5 separate regions of the Mus musculus genome follow, and all the other regions are linked to region 1. A link is a contact called in public Hi-C and HiChIP or PLAC-seq data. All regions are on one chromosome and are shown on one strand. Each heading gives the region's core, a stretch centred on a gene start, on an enhancer-like site or on the middle of the called end of the contact. The rest is flanking DNA. Distances are from core to core; before and after follow the strand shown. Region 1 holds the start of Zfp267 (zinc finger protein 267). Region 2 holds the start of Bbs7 (Bardet-Biedl syndrome 7 (human)). Region 3 has its middle 15 kb from the start of Gm25696. Region 4 has its middle 10 kb from the start of Smim43. Region 5 overlaps Anxa5 (annexin A5).

The links. Hi-C and Micro-C count contacts between places; a contact is called where the count stands out from the background. HiChIP or PLAC-seq counts read pairs in DNA pulled down with a chosen protein or histone mark.
Region 2: a Hi-C map of forebrain shows a contact between it and region 1, with 7 times the contacts expected there. The contact joins the promoter of Bbs7 here to the promoter of Zfp267 in region 1. A contact is called at or near these places in 1 of 484 Hi-C or Micro-C datasets (forebrain), 3 of 115 datasets of contacts at active chromatin or transcription factors (astrocytes, bone marrow-derived macrophages and embryonic stem cells) and 1 of 9 other capture datasets (adipose tissue).
Region 3: an H3K27ac HiChIP or PLAC-seq map of embryonic stem cells shows a contact between it and region 1, with 3 times the contacts expected there. The contact joins the enhancer-like site here to the promoter of Zfp267 in region 1. A contact is called at or near these places in 2 of 39 promoter capture datasets (liver and pre-B cells), 10 of 115 datasets of contacts at active chromatin or transcription factors (the NIH/3T3 cell line, bone marrow-derived macrophages, embryonic stem cells and 3 more) and 1 of 9 other capture datasets (liver).
Region 4: an H3K27ac HiChIP or PLAC-seq map of trophoblast stem cells shows a contact between it and region 1, with 6 times the contacts expected there. The contact joins the enhancer-like site here to the promoter of Zfp267 in region 1. A contact is called at or near these places in 6 of 39 promoter capture datasets (cranial neural crest, hippocampal neurons, liver and 2 more), 5 of 115 datasets of contacts at active chromatin or transcription factors (acute myeloid leukemia, bone marrow-derived macrophages, cardiomyocytes and 2 more) and 2 of 9 other capture datasets (adipose tissue and liver).
Region 5: an H3K4me3 HiChIP or PLAC-seq map of bone marrow-derived macrophages shows a contact between it and region 1, with 3 times the contacts expected there. The contact joins the enhancer-like site here to the promoter of Zfp267 in region 1. A contact is called at or near these places in 14 of 39 promoter capture datasets (the 3T3-L1 cell line, 3T3-L1-derived adipocytes, the HPC-7 cell line and 8 more), 1 of 484 Hi-C or Micro-C datasets (bone marrow-derived macrophages), 21 of 115 datasets of contacts at active chromatin or transcription factors (the NIH/3T3 cell line, bone marrow-derived macrophages, differentiating embryonic stem cells and 11 more) and 3 of 9 other capture datasets (adipose tissue, liver and pancreatic islet).

The regions. Positions count from the first base shown.
Region 1 is chr3:36,149,041-36,154,116 of GRCm38.p6, reverse strand. It overlaps Zfp267 (zinc finger protein 267), which reads right to left and starts at 3,037. Exons shown (of 4, transcript NM_001101478.1): 1 at 2,922-3,037. The coding sequence starts at 2,924.
Region 2 is chr3:36,610,455-36,615,530 of GRCm38.p6, reverse strand. Bbs7 (Bardet-Biedl syndrome 7 (human)) reads left to right here and starts at 2,142. Exons shown (of 19, transcript NM_027810.3): 1 at 2,142-2,281; 2 at 3,454-3,519; 3 at 4,903-4,965. The coding sequence starts at 2,246.
Region 3 is chr3:35,718,327-35,723,402 of GRCm38.p6, reverse strand. No RefSeq gene overlaps it. Among named protein-coding and RNA genes, the nearest start is that of Gm25696, 15 kb to the left of the region's middle. Within about 2 kb of position 2,317, at least 134 of the 459 cell types and tissues checked have an H3K27ac peak or open chromatin away from gene starts, as enhancers often do. A contact at or near this core is called in embryonic stem cells, memory CD8 T cells and regulatory T cells, where this site is marked.
Region 4 is chr3:36,529,215-36,534,290 of GRCm38.p6, reverse strand. No RefSeq gene overlaps it. Among named protein-coding and RNA genes, the nearest start is that of Smim43, 10 kb to the right of the region's middle. Within about 2 kb of position 2,115, at least 72 of the 459 cell types and tissues checked have an H3K27ac peak or open chromatin away from gene starts, as enhancers often do. A contact at or near this core is called in adipose tissue, bone marrow-derived macrophages, forebrain and 2 more, where this site is marked.
Region 5 is chr3:36,446,426-36,451,501 of GRCm38.p6, reverse strand. Anxa5 (annexin A5) reads left to right here. Exons shown (of 13, transcript NM_009673.2): 11 at 806-864; 12 at 1,068-1,190; 13 at 2,096-2,579. The coding sequence ends at 2,158. Among named protein-coding and RNA genes, the nearest start is that of Mir7009, 27 kb to the left of the region's middle. Within about 2 kb of position 1,926, at least 126 of the 459 cell types and tissues checked have an H3K27ac peak or open chromatin away from gene starts, as enhancers often do. A contact at or near this core is called in the NIH/3T3 cell line, adipose tissue, bone marrow-derived macrophages and 1 more, where this site is marked.

The sequences.
Region 1 (5,076 bases), core at 1,788-4,287:
GTGTCTGGCCTTTGTCTTTGGTAACTGTGTTAAGCTCTAGCTATTTCAATAAACTGACTCATAGAAGAAACTGTGATAGTCTACAAAGGTATACTGTAAAAGGGTAGAAAAGCAAGGTGTCAGTTTCTCTGTGAACTGTATTCATGGTTTAAAGTTTTATTTCAATGCTAACGGATCTTCAATTAACAGAGATAAAACTGCAAAACCCTGATTTTATAAAAGCCAAGACCTTGCAAACTGTTAAAGATAATTAAGACTTGCAAGTTCAAGGTCAGTTGCCTTATACATGATCAGTCTTTCATGTGCTCCGAACTATGCTTGTAGTCATGTTAAGTATAATGTGATTTCATTTAAAGGGACATGCCTCCTGAACATGTCATCAAGGTTAAGCCGAAAACAAGTAATTGAAAACAAGTACACTTTGTTTAAAATCAGGCCAGATAATAGATTCAATGACAGCCCTCAAGCCCCTCAGAGAGATCTGCTGAAATATGGCATTTCAGGTGTTTAATGAAAAAGGCAGAAACCCCAGCGCCTGGCCACAGCCCTCACCCTCCACCAAAGAAGAAGGGGCAGTGGACTTCACCTGGAACAGAGCTGCGATGGTAACTGGACAAAGAACTGCCATTCACCTCCCCAACCACTAGGACCTGGCCAAACTGTAGACAAGGGCAACACTGGACAATCTACTGCCTCTCTCCTGCTCTCGTCAAGGTAGCTCAGTCCCCAAATTCCTCCTCGGAAAGTTTCTTGGATTTTCTGGACCTGCAGACCAAAGACTAATACTGCCCTGGGTCCTCTGCCTGCAACAAAGCTATCAAGATCAGCATGGAGGAGCCCAGGTGGCCTGTCCAGGTAGCAGGTTAGATTCTGTCATTCCTCATTGATACAGAGGCCATTGGGTCTGTATTTCCTACTCAAATTTATCCCTCTCAGATCTCTGTGATAGTGTTGGCAGTGGGCCTTAGCTTATGTTTAGCTGACTTCAGCCAGCCCCACTGCCTAGGCTACCGCTGCCAGATCAGTCCAGCCATACCTAGAAAGTCGGTTTCACTTTACAAACATTTTGGCCTTACAATAACTTTGGGTACAAAAGTTGAACTTGTTGATGATACAAATTTAAAAACGTTAAAAAGGTTTAAATTATCTTAGTCTCTTAAGTAAAAAAAAAGGCTTCTGGGTAGAGGTTGAGGCCCAATTACCTGCCAGCATGGTGTGGTTTCACATTTAAAAATTAGGCCTTTCTTTGCTAGCTTAGAGCTACCGGGGGTCTCCTGCTGAGAAAGGCCAACCCACAGCCAGGTTTACCTTGCAGACCGGCTTCATGCTGAGAAAGGAAAACTCACAAGACTTATTTCCAGGCTAAAAAGAAAAGGCCTTTTTACTAATCCCTTAAGAACTTTTTTTTCCCCAATGGCTGCTCTCAGGAACCGCCTCAGTGGGTTAAAGGCACTGGCTGCCACAACTGTCAACCTAAGTTTGGTCCCTGGGATTCCCTTTATGGACAGACGACCAGAATCCTCTCACCCCACAGGATCCCATGGCTGGCATGCACCTATCCAGCTCAGAAGATAAATAAACAAATGAAAAAGAGACAATAACAACAGAACAAGGAAGCAAGAAAGGCTAGTGAGTCTAAACAAGGGGACAAGCAGGCCCATGAGCCCTGTCACCTTCCGTCCCTACAAGGGATGCAGAGCAAGGCGGGAAAGCCCAGAACTGGTTTACAGAACACTTCTCCCATGACTACTTGGCAGTCTGGATTCATTCTTACAAACTTGCAGCAAGGATTTAATTAAGCAACCAGAAGGCCTCCTGCATGCTAAGTACAACTGGCAGAATATTGATCAAAAGGCTGAGATAGCTCAAGTGCGTTTCAGATGGGAGAACACCAAGACATCCAGCAGCGTCCCAATGCGGTCTAGCCTCACACCCCAGGCTGCTGGGACGATCAGCCCAGACACTGACATCATTGGATGCTCCTAGACACTGGAGACAAGGCAGCTGGTGTTGGCATCTCTGAAACCCGGGCAAGGAAAGGGCCAAGTAGAGTCAGATGAAGATAGACCCATCACTATGGAAAATCTCCAAAAGGCAAGTACAACCCCAAAGCATTCTGATTGGGGTTCCTGTGTCTAAGGATGACAAAATGAGAGGCATTGTGTGTGTGTGTTTTAATAAAAAATCAAGTGATTTTATGTTAAATATCCATAGGGTAAATCCTTTTTAAAATGTCGCCCAGTGTGTGGAGTGGGGAAAAAAACCAATCAAGCAAAATGTATGTCTATTTGAAATGCTGCGTGGGAAATGGGTGTTAATATTATTTTTTAAATGGGCATTTGGGAATGCGGTCAGGAGATGGAAATTTAGGAATCTTCCTCCAACCAGAGGAGAAGCGAGGACAGGGGAAGAGCAGTCATCTGGATAGGAGATTCTGCTTCGCGTTTATCTAGACTGCTCGGGAGGAGGGACAGGACACCTCACTGAACACTTTCCCTGCGGGAGCCCTACGCTTGCAGGTTATCGCCGCACAATCCGGGCTACTAGGCTGGAGCCTCTGAGGACTCCAGGGCAGCAGGGTCTGACCCTGGGCCTTCACTGCACCGGCTAGCTCGGGGGCGCGGCCGGGTACCGGGGATCTCCAGCTCAGGCTGCGCGGTGACGCATGGCCCACCAAGGGGGACCTCAAGCCGGCCGATCCCAAGGGCCGGCCGCAGGAAGGCGGGGCCGCCGTCGCCCCCCATGCAGTCGCCGGCTCCCCCTCGGCTCCCCGCAGCCCTCCAGCCTCGCCGCGCCACGCACACACTCACCAGCAGGCTTCAGCAGTGCTCACCGTCCTCCCACATCGAGCACTGGCCGCAGCCGATTCCCACCGGCTCTACACAGCCTCCCTCCAGTCTCAGGACACCATGCACACTCACCATTGTGGCTTGACTACGCGGAGTCCGCGTCCTCCCGGTGGATGGCCCGGCACCCTACAGACGCAGGGCAAACGGATGCCGCAGGGCTGAGCTACAGTCTACACCGGAAGAGACCCAGCCTGAGGAGGATTCCAAGATCCTGGACTTCAGAAACACAGCATGAAGGCCCGCCCCCTCTACCCTGTCTAAACGTCTGATTCGAAGTTCTCACCATCGTGCTGCTGATTGGATGACTTTCCGGTCCCGCCCCATCAGGCCCCAGCACTACCCTATGGGCTGAAATGACAAGTTTTTGGTACAGTTGTAGTAAAGCTGACCCTAGAGGAATCATTCCCATTTACTATTGTATATAAAGTCAGACCAATTTATGAATCATATATATGTATATTATTCGCAATAGAGAAGAGCTTTGGCACCATTTCCCCCTGAGCTCTGTCCTTGAATTTCAAATTTTAAAAGGGGAAAAAAATCTCCTGAATCAGCAATATTGAATATAGAAAGGGGGAGTAATACTCAAGTGTTACTGTACTGGCTAGTTTTGTGTCAACTTGACACAGTTGGGGTTACAATAGAGAAAGGAGCTTCAGTTGAGGAAATGCCTCCATGAGATCCAACTGTAAGGCATTTTCTCAATTAGTGATCAAGGGGGAAAGGCCCCTTGTAGGTGGGACCATCTCTGGGCTGGTAGTCTTGGGTTCTATAAGAAAGCAAGCTGAGCAAGCTAGCAAAGCATGCCAGTAAAGAACATCCCTCCATGGCCTCTGCATCAGCTCCTGCTCCCTGACCTGCTTGAGTTCCAGTCCTGACTTCCTTTGATGATGAACAGCAGTATGGAAGTGTAAGCCTAATAAACCCTTTCCTCCCCAACTTGCTTCTTGGTCATGATGTTTGTGCAGGAATAGAAACCCTGACTAAGACACTTACTTAATTTAAAATTTTCTACTGTTCATATTAAAGTTAAAACAGTGATTGTAATAAAACCCAGTATATCCAAACATATCATCATATGTGGAATTGGTTACACACACACACACACACACATATACATATATGTATACATACATACATACATACATATACACATATACATACATGCACACATATGTATACACACACATATATGTGTGTGTGTGTGTGTGTGTGTGTGTATATATATATATATATATATATATATATATATATATATATATATATATATATGTTACTATACTAAATCATCCAAATTCGGGTCTTCAGCAGGTTTCAGGTCACGTCTGTCACAGTCCTCTTCTGAGAGCTATAATTTTCCTGACCTCAAGAAAGTGAGGGGAACCTGAGAATCTCTCCCATTTATGTCAGAAGTGAAGCAACACAGTTTCCTGCCAATATTTCTTTTAGGTCCCAGTGAATGGGGGTAACCATGTCCTAAAACAGATCAGGGGACTTCAACCAGGAGTGTTCAAAGGTGGGCACATGAGGAGGGAAGCCTGTCTCTTGATCCCTCCATGGCCTTGCCCCCCTGTGATTTAAATAGATTATAAGAAAAATTACCACCACCACCACCACCCCTTTTTAGTTTGGCCTTGGACCTAATTGTCAGGCTGTAGATTCGGGTTTTCTTTTGTGAGACATGGTGCAAATTTAATTACCCAACCATATGCACACATGTCTACAAATTTTTCTGTATAATTCAACACCATCTAGCAATAGATCATCCAACTTTAATTAGTGGGGAAGTAAACTAATGCATATATAGCAGCTACTATTTGCCAGGTAACTTAGGATTAAAATATCATTAAGTCATGGTATCGTGCCTGTAAGTGTGCATTCATCTTCTATCTCTGAATAACAAACCACACTAAAACTTAGCGGATGGTGATAAGGCAGCTCCTCACTTGAGGTTCAGTTGAACTATTTCTGATCTGGTCAGCTGATGGGTGTCAAGGTGGTACAGCCCCGGATGGTGCAGCCCCGGAGAGTGAGCTGGCTCAACTTTACTCCTACTGCTCTCATAATGTCCCATCTTTTCAGCTTCCCGTGTAAACTTGTTCTCAGAGAGATGAGGAAGACTGGAAAGAAAAACAAAAAGACCTTTTCAGCCTAGGTATCAGACTAATAATTTCATAGACACAACGTTTTGTGAGCCACAGCAGGAAGAGACCAACTCAGTTGCAAT
Region 2 (5,076 bases), core at 893-3,392, 460 kb before region 1:
CATATCATCTGCAAACAGAGACAATGTAACTTCTTTTTCAATTTGTATACTTTTATTTCTTTCTCTTCCTAATTACTCCACAGTCCAGTACTATACTAAGAGTGGCAAAAGGGGATGCTCTTAACTTTTTCCAGATCTTAGGAGAAATGCTTCCAGATTTCCCCCTTCACTTTGACATTCATTGGCTGTGGACTTTTATTATATAGACTTTATGATGACACATGGTTATTTATATATTTTATATGCATTGGTGTTTTGTATGCATGTTTGTCTGTGTGAGAGTGTCAGATCCCCTGGAACTGGAATTATAGACAGATGTAAGCTGCGATGTGGTTACCAGGAATTGAACCAAGATCCTCTGGAAGAGCAGCTAGTGTTCTTAACTATTGCTTCTCTCCAGCCCTGGCACACGTTCTTTATACAGTTAGATTTGCTCAAAGGTTTTTTTCACAAAAGCATGTTGAAATTTTATGTTTTGGGTTTTTTTTTTTTTGAGACAGGTTTTCTCCATGTTACCCAGGGCTTTTCATTAATGACCAACTTACCCAGACTTAGGGGTAGCTGGCCTCACAGGTGTGCTTGACAGCTCCTGGCTGGAATGATGTCTTCGTTGTGCTGTTGGAATCGTTGCTAGGTTGTTTGCTTGCTTGTTTTGAAATTTTTACTTCTTTGTTTCATCAGTGATCTTTGTTTAGACTTTTCATTGACTTTTTCCCTTCTTTCACCTTTTTTTCTTTCTATTTTTAAGTTTTAAAGAAAATAAGTCTATTTTTGCTCACAACTCTAGTTCATATCCGTTGGAAGGATTGCACCTGCTGATGCTCTTTTTGTTAGTAGCCTGAAGGTAGAACAAGACAAGTGGCAAGAGACTGTGTGTGAGATGTGCATGGGGGTGTGTGCATGGGTGTGTGTGTGTGTGTGTGTGTGTGTGTGTGTGTGTGTGTGTGTGTGTGTTTCTCTTGTGTCCTGTTTTGGTTTGGTATGAGGAAATGCTGGCCTACAAGAGTTTGAAAAAGCCCCATCCTTTCAATTTTAGGAAATAGTTTGGGAAGAATTGGTGCTTTTGTTTGAAGTCGCCTGTCCTGAACTTTCTTTTTAAGGTGACTTCTCATTACTTGCTATTGGTTTTTTTGTTTGTTTGTTTGGTTTGGTTTTGGTTTTGGTTTTTCGAGACAGGGTTTCTCTGTGTAGCCCTGACTGTCCTGGAACTCACTTTGTAGACCAGACTGGCCTCGAACTCAGAAATCCGCCTGCCTCTGCCTCCCGAGTTTACTCAGATTTTCTGTGTCGTTACTGTCTAGTTTCTCCGCTTATTCTATTGTTTCAAACTCATTTCTTAGGTATTATTATTATGTTTCGATTTGATTTGTTTGACTCAGAGTCTTGTACTGTGGCCCTGGGGGAGGGGAGTGTAGTTATAGAATGGGAGGAAGAGGATTGGCAAGATGGCTCAGCAGGTAATGGGCAGGTTGCCACCAAGCCCAACGATCCTCAGGGTGGAAAGAATGACTCCTGAAAGTTGTACTCAGACTTCGACATGACCTCCAAAACACACACACACACACACACACACACACACACACACACACACACACACACACACACTACATAAATACAGTTTATGGGGGGTTGTTGTTTTAGAATTTGCGTGCCAGGCTGGAAGGTGGCTCAGTGTTTTTAAGAGCACTTGCTGCTCTTGCACAGGACCCAAGATTAGGTTTCTTAACAAACACATGGGAGTCCCAAGGCCCTGGCCTCCTTAGAAGGCAACACGCATGTGATGCACATTAATACATCAGGCACTATTCATATACACACAAAACAAAAATAAATATTTGAGGGGAAAATTTGTATGACAAAGCCTAAAATGAAGAACCAGGAGTAGAACAAGGCACAAAATATTCGCTTCTCCAGAGTTTCATTCAGAGCTGAAGGAACATGCATGAGCGAAGCTCCAGCGAAGCTCCAAGCAGATCGCTGGCCCAGCGGCCCAGAGCTGGGAGGCAGAGAATGCGCCCCGGTTGCCTTGGAAACCGGCCAGCGTCTGAGGACCGTTCCCTCCGCCCCCCTTTCCTGGTGCAGCTCCCCGGGAGAGGGCGGGGCTTCACAGTGAGCTAAGATGGGTCACGTGTCGAGCCCGCGTTGCTGGGCGCCGCTGCCCTGACGCAGGCCGGCTCGTCAGTCTAGTGGTGGGCTCTCCGAGGGAAGGCTTCCACAGCGGGTCCCGCCTCTCCGTGCGGCCGCCATGGATCTGACGTTAAGCCGGGCAGACTACCTCCAGGTAAACCGATTGGCGGGCGCCCTCGTGGGTGGACGCGGGCCTGGGGAAGCCCCGGTCCCTCCAGGCCCGGGTCCTGGGGGTGTCCCAGCCGCTCCCAGTGGTCTCGACCGCCCTGTCACTCCCACTGGGCCTGACCACACCAGCCAGATTTCAATGAACCATCACAGCCCTAATGAACTGACTAAATCATCACAAAAATTTGCCACTAAGGTAGTTAGTGCAAATGAAGAATTAGGAGCCCAGAGAAGGTAAATACTTGGCCCCGTAGTAACAAATCATGCAGTTGCTGTTTGAATCAAAGCGCCGGACTCCAGAGCGGGCATCCCTGTGGTGCATGGCTTCTTATCCCTCCTACCCATCTCTTAAGAAGTTCTTCGTGGTATAAACATCCACTTAGTTCCCCAGGGCGTTGGGCCAGATAGTTCTCTTTAGTATTTTATGGAAGCTACACCCTGACAATATCTCTTGGATCTGTCCAATTAGTCACCATCTCTGTGATTCCCAGTTTGGGTTCTCATCTTTAGCTTGGATGGATAGGACCTACAATCTCCAAGTCCAACTTCCCCAAGCTATGGTTCAAAGCACTTGACAATGTTAAACTAAATGGATTGCTTAAAACTGTAGCAGCGTGCCTAAAAATTCAGAATAGTTATACATGCACCAAGCAGGTTTTCTCATGATTGGTTGTTTTTAAGTTCTGGTGACAGTCACCTTTGATGAACAAGTCATGCTGTTTTTCCTCGCTGTGCCTTTTGTAAATAGTCATGGTCAGTTTCACTGGAATCTTAGGATGTCAGCAGGTATGTTATTTCAGCGGAAGTCCCCTATTTCCCATCACTAATAGGAAGGGCTTCTGAAGATATTTTCTGAAGCTCCTTGCCAGTAATGTTACACGATTATATATATATTTTAAACGTTTTGGATTGTTTCCTGTATTCCGACCTTCTCTGACATATTTCATCAAAATGAAAGTTAACTGATAAGAATATACATTTCAGTGAGAAAAAAAAAAACCTAAAACTGAAAAAAACTAAAACTCCCATGATGTGGTCTGTTCTTCTTAAATTATCAATGTAAGAACTTCAAATTACAGCATGTCCGAAAGCATCCACTTTCGGATGTTCAAATTACAGCATGTAGAAAGCAACTAGCTGGCTGTTCTGTTTCCTTAGGTCGGAGTGACCTCTCAGAAAACTATGAAGTTGCTTCCTACCTCAAGACAAAGGGCTACACAAAAGGTGCTGTAGATGCTGCCTTCTCCGCCTTCTCCTGCCTCTCAAAGGGCAGGCTCACGTTGCCATCCTTACTGGTACCTTGGTGTGTAACAGGTGCTGACATTAAGATGGAAATGAACAAAGTTGGAATAGGAGCCAACGTTTACAGAAAGTAGTGTCCTCGGACATTGATATTACATACAAGTAGTAAGTTGTGTGAGGAAACTCGGTAAGGACCATACATCATGAGCTTCAGCTGCAGTTCAGTAGTAGGGACTTAGTTACCATGTTCAAGGCCCTGAGGTTAGTCCCTAGCACTGAAAAAACAAAACAAACACTCCATTTTTGGTAATAATTCACTCTGTGTACCATGGAAAACGAAGTGTAAAGTTCAACAGAACATTGATTTCTGTAAACTTTCTATTTTGTTGTTGTTTCTATTTTGTTTTTACTTATTTTATTTTTGAGACATGCTTTGATGTGGCTGAGGCTGGCCTCGAACTCTTGATCTTCCTACCTCAGCATCAGAAGTTCAGGGATTGTAGGCATGTGCAGTCATGCCTGGTTTAAATCTACCCTTACTGAGTTAGTGTTTTTAATGTTGAACTTTGTATTAGCTTGACATCTTATAGACAAAAACGAATTATTTTGTAGAGTAGTATGGTATTTTAATAGCTGTAAAGGAAATATATTATTTTGATATGTTTACATTTATCAAGATGAATTACAAGATTTTTTTCCTGATAAATGGACTTAAATACATTATTTGACCTTTGGCTGCATTTTTGAAGTGATTTACATAAGGTCAGTTCTTACAAATAAGGTATTTAAATATATGAGAGGAACCTGACATTTCAAGAATAATAAATCAAGATTATTGTTTATTATATTCTATATATAATAGCACTCTCCAAAAGTTTACTCATTTAAATTGCTGAGGATCCGAAAGAACTTATGTATGTAATATTAGTACTTACTATATGAAAATTAAATCTCAGAAATTCTTAAATCCATCATGTTTACATTAAGACTATATTTTTATTAAAATATCTAATATTTAGTAAATGTCTATTATTTTCAAAATAGGATAACTTAGAGATAATAGTGACATTATATTATATTTTTGCAAGTTCTTAAGCAAAGGTAGGTTTTCTCTGCTTTCAGTCAGTTGTGATGATTTTGTTTTGGTTGCAATACATAGGGAAAAACTCATTAAGTCAGTTTACATGGATATATAGTTGAAAATAGAGAAAGATCTTCAAGTAGCTTTTTCAGATAACTGTAGCTTTTGGTGCTATATTTAAATTTGATGGGGTTTCTTGGGTGTTCTTGTAGTGTGTCATCTGAAGGCACTGGTGAGCTTTTTACCATAACAATAAATTTAGACTCTGAATCCATGTGTTGCAGGTGGTTGTTGGAGATCAAGATGGGGTAGTGATATGCTTCGGCGTGAAGAAAGGAGAAGCTGTGGTGAGTGGAGCTCTTCTAGGGCGGCAGCTTTTCCAAAAGACAGATGCGCTACTTGCTGGGTACTCCGAAGTTAGAGTCTTCCTGAAATGTACAAGTGGAAAATATTTGTTA
Region 3 (5,076 bases), core at 1,068-3,567, 430 kb after region 1:
TCAATACAAGGATTTGAACTCAGGGTCTTGCACTTGCTAGGCAAACACTCTACCACTGACCTACAACCCAGCCTGTGTAATTAAATGTCTGATTAACATAGGCAATGCATGATTAGGAGCAGGGTTTTATGAAGATTAATACAATGGCAAATGGAGTGCAGAAAACTATTTCCATGGAAATAGAACAGAAGGAAAAGAAAAGAGAAGAATGTTGGAAAGAGAAAGAGAGCTTGGGAGCAGGGACCAAGGGCCTATGATGTAATCCCAGATGCTCGGGAGGCTCGAGCGGGAAGATCCCCTGAGGTCCAGAGTTTGGGGTCAGTATGGACAGCAAAGCAAACTCTGTGAGTGAGAAAAAGTGCCATTTAATTAACAGTGGATCCGAGGGAGGAGCTTAAGAGGCCACGCCTTTGTTGGGTAGGATGTGATGTACTTTTAAGAGGTGTACCTACTGATGTCTGTGCCACTGTAAACAACCCATAACAGATGCTCATATAAGCAACGCTCATCACATGCAGATGTGTGTGCAAGCACATGTGCGTGCACACACACACAAACACACACACATACACACAAGTTGGGAAGTAGAAAAAGATCGGAAGTATTGGGAGCTCCCTCCCAAGAGAAGGCAATGGGGGTAAATATGAGTAAAATATATAATATGTACTTATAAAATATAATGAAATTTATTATATGAATTTCATAACAACATGTATGCTGTTAATAATAATTATATATATGTTAGTAAAACTTAAAGAAGGTGTTGAGTATTATAACAGGGATGAGAGTTTGAGATGATAACAGGAAAGTCAAATGGAAATATCAGGAGATAGTGAAATGTAGAATAAAAAAGCCCAGTAGGGAATTCAGGATCTAAGTTCTGACGTATAAATGTGTAGCCAAAATGGATCAGAGTGTCAATCAAAGAGTGTGTGTGTTCAGGTGTACAACAGTGAAATGACAGACAGAACAATTTAGAGCAACCAAATAAGGGGAAAACAAAAACAAAAACCAAACCAGGCCTCTGTTAGACATCTAGTCTGAACGCTTAGTGGCTCAGGAGGCCAAGTGATCCGTTTGGAACAGGCCAGTGAGTTAGTACAGCTGTTATAATGTCAAGCAGCTGGAAGACTCAGATGTAGGTGCCATTTTTGTCACAGTGGATGTGGAGAGGAAATGGGTGAGGACCAAGGGGAATGGGTGGAAATTTTGATAAGAAATATCCATTAGAATTGAGAGATAGAGAACCTTTCCAATAGGAGGGCCACCAAGGTAAAGACAGCTGCAACAAAATGGTTGTCTTCTGGTGCACACTGCAGGTCTGCCAGAACTCTGCAAGTGGAAACAGGTTCCCTTTGAAGTGAGGGTGACATAGAGGAAGAAGCTGTGGGTGGAGACCAAGAAGAAGAAGCTGGGTAAAATGTTAATGGAACAGCTTTGCCTAGGCCTTTTGTTTTATTTCTGAGTTTGAAAAGGTAGACAAAGGAGAGAGGTGTGCGTTGGTTCCATAGAATAAGGAAGGAGACAAGGCGGACAGGGTGGAGAATGTAGATGGAGAGCAGGGCAGGACCTTCAGTCCCAGCTTGGCAGAGAATGGGAAAGAGAAAGTGCAGATGTGAGGAGCCTGGAGAGGAGCCAGGGAGCTGGTGACTTTTTTTTTTTCAGCACAGATATGGGGTGCAGGGGTGGGAGTGGGGCCTACTCCATTTACCTGACTCGGGGAATCATATTACTGTTGGACAGCCAGACTGCTTTTTTCCCCATGAGGTGTCACAGGAGATTGCATTGCTGTAAACTGTAAACTGATGTTTGTGCTAGGGAGGTACAAAAGAAAGAAAAAGAGAAGGAAGGAAGGAAGGAAGGAAGGAAAGAAAGAAAGAAAGAAAGAAAGAAAGAAAGAAAGAAAGAAAGAAAGAAAGAAAGGAAGGAAGAAGAGAGAGGCAGGAAGGAAGGAAGAAAGGAAGGAAGAAAGAAAGAAAGGAAGGAAGGAAGGAAGGAAGGAAGGAAGGAAGGAAGGAAGAAAGAAAGAAAGAAAGAAAGAAAGAAAGAAAGAAAGAAAGAAAGAAAGAAAGAAAGGATCCAGTCTGCCTTAGCCACGTAACTCTTACTGAAATGTGTTGAGTACTGATGACAAGGACAACAGAAGGCAGTTCCATCACAGATGACATATATGGCAAAACCAGCGTCACTTATAGAGTCAAAGTACAGACTTAATTGAGGGTGAAGTCAATTTCACAATGTGCTGTGTGATGTGTACTCTTGTCTCAGGAAGCTCCCCCACCCTGGTCAGGGAGAAGTCGCAAGTTCGGTGGGTGTGGTTTACCTCTCTGAGTAACAAATTCAGCTCAACAAGAAGAAAGACCTGTAATGAGTCAGAAGCGCAGTCAGGAGGAAATCTACCCTTAAAGCTCACTACAGACCCAGCTAGCTTTTCAGAAGCAGAACTGGAGAAACCTGTTTTAGAAGCAGCACTGGCCTCCTGATACAGGCTCTTCAGCCTCTCCCTTTCCACAATTTTCCTTTAAGGCAGGTGACTTTTGCCCTGGAAAAACTAGCCACTACCAGTAGTGGTGGGGATGACAGCCCCACCCAAGGTTTCTGCCTTCCCTTTTATCAGTCATTTGCTCTGCAAAGTCCTATAACTCCTCCTTTCCTGGCACTTCCAGTTCCCGGAAGTACTCCTTTTTGGGTCTATAGAAAGAATTTTTAAAAAGGGTGGAGTCAGGACTGGGTGGGCTGCTGAGTGATGTAGGGTAGCACTCTCTGATCTAGAACTCCATCGCTAAAGACACTTCTAAAGAGTGCAGGGCCTCGGGAACTGCAGGCATAGAAGCTCATACTTATAAGGGCAATAGAGTATGGGAGAACGTACTTAGAAAGTAGAATTCTGGGGCCATCTCTAATACCATGGACTCATAGTGACACATTTGTGTGAGAGTCTATGACTATAACACGAAATTACCTATGATCACAGGGTCTTAACAAACTCGGAATTGCTTTTTGGGAAGGGCCAGTACTCCCTCTGGGGTATTTGAAACTGGAGACTTTGTAGTTGCTGAATCTGCTGGAGTGCTCCAGACATTTAGAAGGTGTGGGGCATTTAAGTAACAATACTGCAGAAAAAGAGCTACAGACACAGGGCTGGTACTAGTTGGTTACCATAGATCTAGTAGAACAGAATATTCCCTTCAAGCCTACTAGACCCTATGTTGTTGGCTTTTTTTTTTTTTAAACTTGATGGATCACATTATTTGAAAATACCATTGAATATAGTTGGGCTTAGTATGTGCGAGTAAGACAGGGTCTCAATAAGTTGAGGCCAGCTCAAAGTGGCCTCACACTGACTGTGTAGCTGACCTTGAACTTCTGACTCTCCTGCAGCAATTACAAGCATACACCACGTTGCTCAGTCACACGTGGTTCTGAAGATTAGACTCAGGACTTCCTGCACTCTACGCAAGCTCTTTGCCGACTGAACTACAACCCTAGCCTCAAGTTGTTTACGTCTTTACTAATTGTTTCAGTGCTGTTTTCCAATATGAGAAGCAAGATAAACACCAAGGGGTGGACCCAGAAGTTCTTCTCCTCTCCCTCTGTTCCCCGAGACCCAATCCCAAACCCTGCAACAGTTCACTAGCTGAAGCTCCCTTCCTCCTTCCCCCATTTCCTGTAGATTCCACTGACCACTCCCTCCTAACCCCCACCCCCAAACCTCATCTTAGTATCCCAGCCTCCAACACCGGTGTGCATTCCCTGTGAACATACAAGCAGAGCAGGTCAGGAAAACAGGCAACATGCAGCCATCACACTCCCTGAAAATCCAAAGAGGAAACAGAAACCAAGGAACACAATACCCAGACATAAAAGACAAATCCAGAAAACAGCATCTAGACCTATAATCACCAAAAACCCAGATGTTGACACACTAGCATAAGAACACACTCAACAACAGCCAGGGGCATGGCAATAGCCACGTCTCCATTGGCAGTGAATATTCCAACATAACTGAAGCACAGGAAACAAGTTTAAAATCAAATATATGATGATGATGATGATAGAGATCCATAAAGAGAAAATGAATAAATGCCTTTTAAAAATCCTAAAAAATACAAACACTGGGAAGGAATGAGTAAATTCCTTAAAGGAAACCCAAGAAAATACAAACAGGTGAAGGAAACAAATAAAACTGTTCAAGACCTGAAAATGGAAATGAAAGCAATAAAAAAAAAAAACACAAACTAAGGGAATCCTGGAGATATAAAACCTAGGCAAGTGAGCAGGAACTACAGATGCGAGCATCACCAACAGAATGTAAGAAATGGAAGCGAGAATCTCAGGTGTTGAAGACACAGTAGAAGAAACATTTGGCAAAGAAAATGTTAAATCAAAAAAACTCCTGATAAAAACATCTAGGAAATCTGAGACACTATGAAAAGACCAAACCTAAAAATAAGCAGAGGAAAGGAAGAAGAAACCCAGCCTAAAGACCCAAAAAATATTTTCAACAAAAATCATAGAAAAATTTTTTTCCTAACTTCAAGAATGAGATGCCTATAAAGGTACAAGCATTATATAGAATACCAAGTAGATAGGACCAGAAAAAAAAATGTTCCATCACTACATAATAATCAAAACACTAAATTTACAGAAAAAAGAAGTAATATTAAAAGCCTCTAGGGAAAGAAAGCCAAGCAACATACAAAAGCAGATCTATTAGAATTACCACTGACTTCTCAATGGAGACTCTAAAAGCCAGAAGGGTCTAAGTAGATGTACCGGAAGATTCTCTGTCTTTCCTCCTGGTCCTTCCCTCCCACAATCCTTTCCATCACCCCCTCCCCTTCTCTGAGAGAGTGGAGGGCCCTCCTGGGTACACCCGCCCCCTCTCCTCCCCTCTTGGCACATCAAGTCTCTGCAAGGCTAGGTGCTTCTTCTCCCACTGAGGCCAGACAAGGCAGTAGACTGAGTTAGGGGAACAAATTACACAGACAAGCAACAGCTTTAGGGATAGATCCCACTCCAGTTCTTTGGGACCCACATGAAGATCAAGCTGCACACCTGCTATATATGTGTGGG
Region 4 (5,076 bases), core at 866-3,365, 380 kb before region 1:
AGCAGAGGCAGGCAGATCTCTGTGAGTTCAAGGTCAGCCTGGTTAAAAAAGAGACAAAGCTTAATAGAAGCGGAATATTTGTGATGAGCGTTTATATAAACATACGTTACAAGTTTTTAAGTCGTTGTTGTCGGCTGTTTTCAAATCAAGTCGACCTGGCTCTCAGGAAATAATCTGTGGTCTGTTGGTTTGAAAAACCAGTCTGCACAATAGAAACATAAATCTCCTTTTACCTGAGAAATAGAAATTCCAAGACTTTGGAAACGAGTTTGGAGGTTGAACAGTAGGGAGACTGGAGACCCCGTTATTATTACTCTGTGAGTTCAAGGACAGCCTGGGCTACACAAAGAAACCCTGTTTAAAAATAAATAAATAAATAAATAAATAAATAAATAAAATTATACACATATATGTGTGTATATGTATATATATATGTGTGTGTATATATATATATACATACACACACACACACACACACACACACACACACATATATATATATATATGAAACAAAGAATGAAAAAGGGAGAAAAATAAAAGGCAGAAAACAAACCATCATACAACCTCAAACAAACAACAAAACACCAGCAAGCAATACTGCTCACCACAGCCTCACTAACATGGCTGCCTTTCTCACACCCTTTCCAAGTAGGAAGTGCTTTGGGCTTGCTCAAGGAACTTGGAGAGGTCTGTGTCAACAACTGGGAGCCTCTGGGGGCAGAGTCCTTTCAGTTTCAAAGAGACTCTAATACCTCAGCAGCTGGTTCAGGCTGGTGCCCAGGTTTTCTATAAGACAAAACACAGGAGAGAGACTTTTCACCACAGAAGAAAGAGTTAAAAGAAAGGCAGGGCCTGCCCCTGTGGCCTTGATGATTTCCTCTGGGGAACTGCCCTGCTGTGCTCAGTCGTGCTTCCTGGTTTGCAGTGAAGTGGCTGGTTAGAAACAGTTCCTTACATGGAATAACTAGCTAAAGGCAAAGGGAATAATGTCTGGACTGCTGGAGATTGCAGAAGTCTCTGATGTGGGTCAAGGTCCTTCCAAGAGCAAATTGCTCTCCAGGAAAAAAAGGCACTTTGGATTTTGAACCATGCCTATCATTATAGCAGCTGGGGACAATTCACCCGGATAATCTCCCTCTTCCACCACCCCTGGTTTTGGCAGAAAGAACGTAAGCCCTTTGAGTCTTGGAACTAGAGGATGTGGAGATAATTGTGTGTATGTCCCTAATTTAGGGGGACAGAGACACAAAGAAGCTACCACCATGGCCAGAGTTCAGGACTTGTGCCAGCAAAGACTGTCCAGAATGCTGGCCCCTTACATATGGTAGAGCTGAGATCCAAACACTCACAGAGACCACAATGTGCGAGGCAAAGATTTTAACTGGGCCAGGTCACCTGCTCTCTTAGGCATCAGGACTCAGCAAATGACCCCCAGCGGCCGCAGGGAGAACCTTCTATAGCTCTTTCATGACCTTTGCAAGTAAACAAAGCTTAATAGAAGCGGAATATTTGTGATGAGCGTTTATATAAACACACGTTACAAGTTTTTAAGTCGTTGTTGTCGGCTGTTTTCAAATCAAGTCGACCTGGCTCTCAGGAAACAATCTGTGGTCTGTTGGTTTGAAAAACCAGTCTGCACAATAGAAACATAAATCTCCTTTTACCTGAGAAATAGAAATTCCAAGACTTTGGAAACGAGTTTGGAGGTTGAACAATAGGGAGACTGGAGATCCCGTTATTATTTAACCCATATTAAAGTCAATAGTGAAGGCAGAAATGGGGGAGTCTGCTTCTAACATTAAGCTTTTACCCACTTTTTCCACAGCACCTGAGAATCCAAGGGAATTCCGCAGGGGCGGGAGGGGGCTGGGGGAAGGGGTGTCACTTGGTAAATAACCAAGGTGTCAGCAAACAAAGCTGACGTCTGGCTGGTTTCCTCCTGCAGAAACCCTTCCAGCCGGCAAATACAGGAGAAAAAGAGGGAAACGGGTGAGGTACAGCGGTGTTGGGCACTGAGTTATGAGAGGTGGCTGTGGTACAGCTTGGGTGGGCGGAGAAATTCTTGATGTATCGTGAAGTTCCGAGCCCGTAGCTCAGCCCTACAACCCACAGAGTGATTGATTATAAAGAGCACAGACGGCGGCGGCGCCGGAGGAGAAGGAACAAGCACTTCTTTTGGGTATGGCAAAGTTTCTGTTTCATTATTGAGTGTAATCCGACCAACAGATTTCAGATGGGGCGAAACCTACAAGGGCGTATTGGTAGTCAAGTACTTTTAGGTTTATCAGTACCCTGAACATTTTCTTTTTACATGCTCTCTGGGTCATAAAGAAAAGAATAGGACAGTCTCTTCGCTGTTGAATTTATCACCCATGGCTTCTGACCTTGTAGGAAAAGGGCTAGAGTCCATTTACACCTCTGAAACTGGACATCTTGTTTAGGGGTTGCGATTTATTCCTCTAATGGCAGCACGTTCGTTAGATCAGAGTGTGCATAAATACAATTAAACTGTACCTGTTGAGATCTCCAGAGGAAAAGATCCCGACGAGCTGTGCGTATATTTTCTTTGCTTGCTTTACACATTATTCTGCTTAGTTACAATTCAACTACTGGATGTCTTTAAACTATTTTAGCATCATCTGACAGATAAGAAAAGTGATGGTTTCTGCAAAGTACTCTCAGAAATGCCAAATTTTAAGATGATATAATGTGGTTTTGTCCAAAATAGGACAAAAGCAAGCCTTGGGGACTGGTTGGATTGCAAGGCCAACAGTGCCACCAGGGCTACAGGCTCTGTCTGTTTGCTTTGCCATGCGTTATCCAGTGAGTTTACCCTGGGGCTGTTTCTGGAGGATGCAGGCTGACTGCCAGCAGAAACTTGGATGCCATTCTCATTTGCTTATATATGGAGAAAGAGGAGAGAAAGAAAAAAAGAACAGGAAGGGAGAGAAGAAAGGAGAGAGGGTGGAACGGAAGGGGAGAGGAATAGAGAGGGAAAAAGAGAGACAGAGAGAAAATCCTTAAGTGTGTATTGTAGGATCACATTAACCTTCAGGGCAGAAACTCTCTTGGGCTTCCTAAGTCTTTTCTCTCTTCCCTCCTGTGGAGATCATCTGGACCACCTGCTGTGGAGGAAACCTCCCTGCCCCTGGCTTCTTGAGGTATCTTGGGAAGTGGCAGATAACTGGCCCCTACCTCTTGCAGAAGGAGTCAACTCCTCCAGCACTTTGGTGGCCCTCCCAACCCAATGACAGCGAGCTCTGTAGTACTGATCAGTCCTTTGTGCCTCCAGCCCGGGCCGTGATTCTGTGGTATCTAGACTTCACTGTTTTGCATCTCTCCCCACTCAACAGCCTGTATGCCTACAGATGATGAAGCACTGTTCAGCTTTCGGGAAGGCTTACTCATATATTTCCATTAGATTAAGTCAATGTAGGCCACAGGCTCTCTTGTGGACCAAAAATAAGAAATCATTCTATTCTCCGAGTGCATTTTTAGACCATTCAGGACCCACTTCTCAGTTTTATCCATGCCATAAGGGAAGAGGGAGACTCCTGAATCAAGTCGGAATTCTGATTAAGAACACTGGGTCTCAGTGGTAACTGAAAGTGTCCAGGAGACCCAGCTGGCAGGGTAGAGTGCCCAAGTTAACAGCACTTGAAATACCAGGGCAGCTCACAGCACTGTGTCGCATAGAAAAGGATAGAGTGTTGGGGGCCAGGGCTGGGATCCAAGTCTGGCTGTCTCAGTGTTCACTGTGGATGTGTGAACAACAGCTTGGAGCACCAGATGTGAGCGCTCAGGCTGCGGCTGAAGGAGTAGCCAGATCTGACAAGCTACTGACTCACCAAGGAGGCCTTGGGTTATAAACGAAGGGCCCTTTCCCTTCACTTTCTTTTCGTCTTTGGGTAGCCCATTTTAGCCTTAGCCATACTTTACCTGTGCTTAAGCTCACGCAGCTCCCAGCATCATCAGTTCCTATAGAGTCTGTAGACCTTGTTGGTGTCAGCAGCCTCACCACTGTTAAATAAAACTGGGTTGAGCAAAGATTTGCTGCTCAATAATGCTAAGATTCTTTCTTTTGCTCCATGACAGTATCAATCCAAGTCTCAGGTTAACCACAGTCATATTGACTCCAATATTCCTGGCTAACTTACCAGAAGACTCTAATGTAAACAAATCCTGCTTGGTCACGATTGCACTCTGCCACTTAATGTGTGTCTTCAGTAATGGATGGATTTGATACATCATCTGTTGTGTTTAAGGCATTCCATGCCAAGAAGAGAATCTCAACTGTTTTTTGCAGAAGTTTTCTATGTGATAAATTCTGGGATCATCCTACAGCCCTGGTGTCTTAGTTAGGGTTTTACTGCTGTGAACAGACACCATGACCAAGGCAAGTCTTATAAAAAAACAACAATTAAATGGGGCTGGCTTACAGATTCAGAGGTTCAGTCCATTACCATCAAAGTGGGTGGGAGCATGGCAGCATCCAGGCAGGCATGGTTCAGGAGGAGCTAAGAATTCTCTGTCTTTATCCAAAGGCTGCTAGTGGAAGACTGACTTCCAGGCAACTAGGGTGAGGATCTTATGCCCACACCCACAGTGACACACCTACTCCAATCAGGTCACACCTATTCCAACAAGGCCACACCTCCAAATGGTGCCACTCCCTGTCCCAAGAATATACAAACCATCACACCTGGGCTGCCTAATTTTCTGTCAACCTGAGTCATCTGGGAAGAGGAAACCTCAGTTGGAAAGATGTCTTCATAAGGTGGGGCTATAGGCAGGCAAGCCTGTAGGACATTTTGTTAATTAGTGGTTGATATGGGAAGGCCCTGTCTACTGTGAGTGGTGCCATCCCTAGGCTGGTGGCTTTGGGTTCTATAAGAAAGCAGGTTGAGTAAGTCATGATGAGCAAGCCAATAAGAAGCACCCCTCCATTGTCTCTACATCAGCTCCTGGCCTCTAGGTTTCTACCCTACATGAGTTCCTGTCCTGACTTCTTTCAATGATGGATTATGACGTGAAATATAAGTCAAATAAACTCCTTCCTCAGTAACTTGATTTTGG
Region 5 (5,076 bases), core at 677-3,176, 300 kb before region 1:
AGACACACAAGAACGTCACCGTTGTTATGAGCACTTAATTAAAACTCCAAATTATTTAACCTGAAAACACCCACCTTCTTTCATACCAAACACACACATTTGTTTTTCTAGCCAGATGATCATTTCTCAATCTGCCTGAGAAGCTGCTTTTTGTAATCTTTGAAAAGGAAGAACCGAGAAGTTTCAGAGCTCAAGGATTGTCAGTTTTATAGCCTACAGAGTTTTTGTGTGCTAGGTGTCGTTTGCTGAGTGACTCTGGTCTGCACGCCCTTAACCTATGTCAGCTGTGATGTGGTGGGGTGAGCTGCCATAGGTTAAGTGTTTGAACTGCAAAGGATACATCCAGGCTGCTTGTGTGAATTGTGAGATTTAGCTCAGAGATTCCGGAGAGGTTACAGAAAGTCAGTCCAAATGTTTCCAGAGATTAGAGTAGTATTCTTGTATCATTTGATCAGATATCTTGGAACAGAAACTTCCAAGCTACTTATATAATTTATCGGTGGTGAAAGCTGTGGCATTATCACCACCCAGGTGCCAACAAAGACCGCAGAGAACAAAGGGGCACAGAGAAGAGCCTCTTTTCCAGGGCCTTTCTGGACCCGCACAGTCCTCTGAAGAGAGCCAAGCTAGAGAGTCAGAAGACAGCTGCGGAGGGAACCCCAGCAGCTTGCAGATGCCCCTCTGCAGGGCACCTCACTTTTACACTTAGAAGCAGAGCTAAGAACAGGAGACAGTGTTTGCATTTTGATTACATCATTCTTCATGTCCGAATAGCTTTTGACAGTTGTACTATGTGTTTTCTTAGTGAAGTCTATTCGGAGCATACCTGCCTACCTTGCAGAGACCCTCTACTATGCCATGAAGGTGAGTAGACACCCTGCATCTAATAAATGCAGCCTTCTCTAGCTCTGACTATGCTTCATGTGACAGCCTGGGGATGCATGTCTCTTTCCGATGTGTAGCCTGTTTCTTCTACGTTACCAGACTTCAATGATTTACCTCAAACCAGGGGCATTTGGTGCTGTATGTGAAGACTTTTAACACCTGCACTCTTTTCTCCTTTAAAGGGTGCTGGGACGGACGATCACACCCTCATCAGAGTCGTGGTGTCGAGGAGTGAGATTGACCTGTTTAACATAAGGAAGGAGTTTAGGAAGAACTTCGCCACCTCCCTGTATTCTATGATCAAGGTAGAACTTTGGTTTACATTAGAAACACAGAGCCAGATCGGGCAGCATGAAGGAAATGGATGGAAGAATCCAGTTCCCGTGCTAAGTTAAAATATTAGTCATAGGATTAGAGGGGTTCTAAAGAAGGATAAAGGGGGAGCTGGGTTACAGCCCCGGCCAAGGCTCAACCGACCCAAGGCTTTGTCCGTTTTTAGAATGTGTGCTTGTGTATCCATCAGTATCAGCTGCCTTTGTTAGCTCCTCCCTCTCGTCAGTGTTTCTTTCTTCCTTGTCTGTGGTCACTGTGCCCCTGGTGTCAGGTCATAGCTGCAGCAAGAGACCCCTGTGACCTTGAAGTGTGGCTGAAAGGAAGTCTCTTGACATCTTTCCTTGTGGACCACGTGTAGAGAGAGGTTTCAGTTGAGCAAAAGCGTTGGATTTAATGTGTGTGGTGTGTGGAGCTTGGGTTGAGGGTTGCCAGCGAGTCTGTGCACTTAAGACACTAGCATTTCACACATAAGCGGCATGAGGGGAGCCCAAGGAAGGCATGCCCTATGCCCATGTCCGAGGCAAAGCCACAGCCCCTGAGAGGCCCTGCATGCCTTTGTTACCCGAGAGAAACTGGGCGTCTGTTTGAAGGCATGATGATTTAACATACTTGGAACGGCTTCTCTGCTTCTCCATGGAAGAACACAGTCCACTCCATTAAGAGAACAGCCCTCGAGGGGTAAAATTAGAAAGTTAAACTGAGCGGTATTGGTAGGAATTTCCCTGTGTAACATTCCTGTTGTGAGAGTCATGCAGAGAAGTTGCCCAGTGGGGAGAAAAGTCACAGGAACGATAGTCACCCTCAGCCATTTCCTCATCTTTTTATTTCCTGTGGCTTTTGTGAGTCATGGAGTTGACAGAGTGTGTTTGGGTTCCAGGGCGACACATCTGGAGACTATAAGAAGGCCCTGCTGCTGCTCTGCGGGGGCGAGGATGACTGAGAGCCGCCTGGAGCGCCCTGTGCCTGCTGCCCACCATCAGCTTTCCTCAGCACCACACTTGCTTGCATTCTGTGCCTGCCGCGCTGCCTTACACTAGTATGCTAATGACCAAAGGTGTCTTAGATGAAAGCAGTGTCCCGCCCTTCTGATGTTCTGTCTACAGTAGGTAGTGACCTTCCCATATCTCTCAGTCCAATGTCTGAGTTATTAATATTGTCTATGAATTGCTTTTTATATCCTTTTTTAAAGCTTCATTTATATTAAGTTAATAACCCTATTATCTTGATTGGAACCTTAGCGGTGAAATTGTGAACTCTTGGAAATGCTGTCAATCAAGCTTACTGCTCTAGCAGACCTGCAAAATTATGATGGTAGTATCCAAAACATTGGCGACAAATAAAAACATTCCCTTCCCTCCAAATCCTGTGTAGGTTTGTGTTTAGAAAGCTTATTTAACAATGATATCCCTTTGAAAGCAGGCACTTGACAGTAGTATTAGTTAAAGCTAAAACTATAGTTGGTCTTGGGGTACTAAAACATGCAGTATCGCAGACTGAACTTCCTAATGCGGTGAGGTAAAGGATGGAGAGAGAATGGGGGGTGGGGGATGGGAGGTGGGGGTAGGGTGTGGATGGAGGAAGGGGGTGGGGTGGGGTGGAGGTGCATGTGTTCCTCTGTGTGTGTGTGTGTGTGTGTGTGTGTGTGTGTAAAACAGTTTCCTGGTGGGATGAAAGCTGGGGAGGGGAGGGTCCCCTGGTGGGAGGAGGGGAGGTGAAGAGAAGAGATTTATTTCCTCACCAGCTAGGACAATACTATGGAGCTTCTACTAGCAGCAGAAAGAGTAAATTTTGCACAACCTAAAATTTCAGTGTGTTCGAGTTTGCTTGTAACTCTGCTCTTTACCTTCTCCTCCTCCTCCTTGAGATAATTGTAGAAGTTTCTTCCTCCAGTCCCATAGTCCCAGAAATAACCTAATGGCTCATAACCTAAGATAACCCATTTATTCTAATCCATGTTCTGCCACGAGGCTGGTTACCTGTGCTCAGGCACCACACGTCTGTCTCATCACAGATAACACAGACAGTACTCTTTAGGAAGCCATTTCTTCAGCCTTGCCTTCCTGTTTCCCACCTTTGGGTGCCTTGAAGTGGAGTTACCTTGACATTTGTACATATGCTATATACTCACGGCTACTTTTTTTCCTAAGTAAAATGTTAATATCCTTATTAAATAATGACAGCGATCTTTTCACAGACCTCACTGTTCTACAAAATAACCAAGGAAACTGTAAAAATTGTGTGTGTGGTAATGTGAAGTTGGACACCCCACCCACCCATAAACACACACACACACACACACACACACACACACACACACACACACACACACTCCCGCCCAAGCTCCATAGACGCAGAGCCCAGTCCATCACATAAGCGGTGCAACACACACTTGCCGGCTCCTGAGCGATGAGCTGACTGTGCTGGCCCACACCTGTCATCCGTACATCGAGGAGGCTGAGGCAAGAGGATGTTTCGAGTTCCAGGCCAGCCTGGGCTACAATAGGAAACTAATCAGAAAAAGAAAATGCTTTACCGTGTGCTGTATTTTCCAGTTTGTAACGCCCTGCTCCATCTTGCTGTGAACCTGCTGTGAAAACAGTAGTTCTTCTCAGATCACTTTTAAAGAGACTCATTAGTTAATCTGAATGAGAGCAGTGAACATGTATCTCTTCTTTGGAGAGACAGGCTTATACCACATAGCCTAAGCTAACCTTCATCTCCAGATACCATCCTCTGTATGTCTCCCTCCCTCCCTCCCTCCCTCCCTCCCTCCCTCCCTCCCTTTCTCTCTCTTTGGGGAGGAGGTGGTGGGTCTGGAAATTGACCCTAGCAGATCATGAGCAAGTATTCCACCACGGAGCTACACCCCTGCCAGAGTTGTCAAAGCTCTGCAGAATTGGTGCCTTTATAGACTGGTAAATAAAAACCAAGCCGGGACATTGAAACCAACATGGATGGACACTTAGGAACTTTCCAATCTTTTGCTTAAAATGACATCACAGTTAGAGACTTTGCCTTTCATAAAGTGGGCAGGTCTTAATTTGATGTGTAACAGTGCAGTTCCTTTTACAAATAACGTGTGTGAAGATAACCGGGCAATCGTGAGGAGAAAGATAAGATTAGTTCTGAACTTCCTCTATTCAGTTAAATCTCAAAATAGTAAACGTGGTCATTGCATAATAATTAAGTCATGTCCTCGTGTTTCGGGCTAAGAGTCTCTGGAAGTAAGTGTTGGCATGGAGTTAGAGATGCAGAGGGCTTAAGGAAAGAAGGCAGGAAGCAGAACAGGTCAGGTATCAGATACTTGTAAGCTCAGCTCTTGGGGTGCTGAGGGAGAACTGTTATGATTTCATAGCCCAGACTGGGCTACAGAGCAGAAAAAGCCACCACAATAATGAAACCTAAAAATGGTTTCATTTTTAGCAGGTGAAAGATAGCAGAAGCCCCTAACACGACACAGATCCAAGTTGCATCAAGATTTCTCTCTGCCAGGAATGGTGAGGATTGTCAGGGATTCAAACCCTGGATGATACAGTGTCGTCAGAAGACTGGTGAGGGTGGAACGCTCACGTGACAGAATGGGATGTGAGCCAACACACACTGGCATCACTTATCAAAGCTATGAGGGCATTTACTGTCTACCCTCCAACAGCACCCTGGGCACTTGTCCCAGTTATGCATGATACACACACAAGGCTCTCATCATGATAGTCTATTTTAACGATAACCTAAATATCCATCCATATAGCAGACTACTCTAATAAAGTAGTGCATAGAACTTATAATAGTTTTTTATGAATGGTGGCATGTCAGAGTCTCCAATACCCTTACTGAGGAATCAGGGTTGAGAAAGAGTAC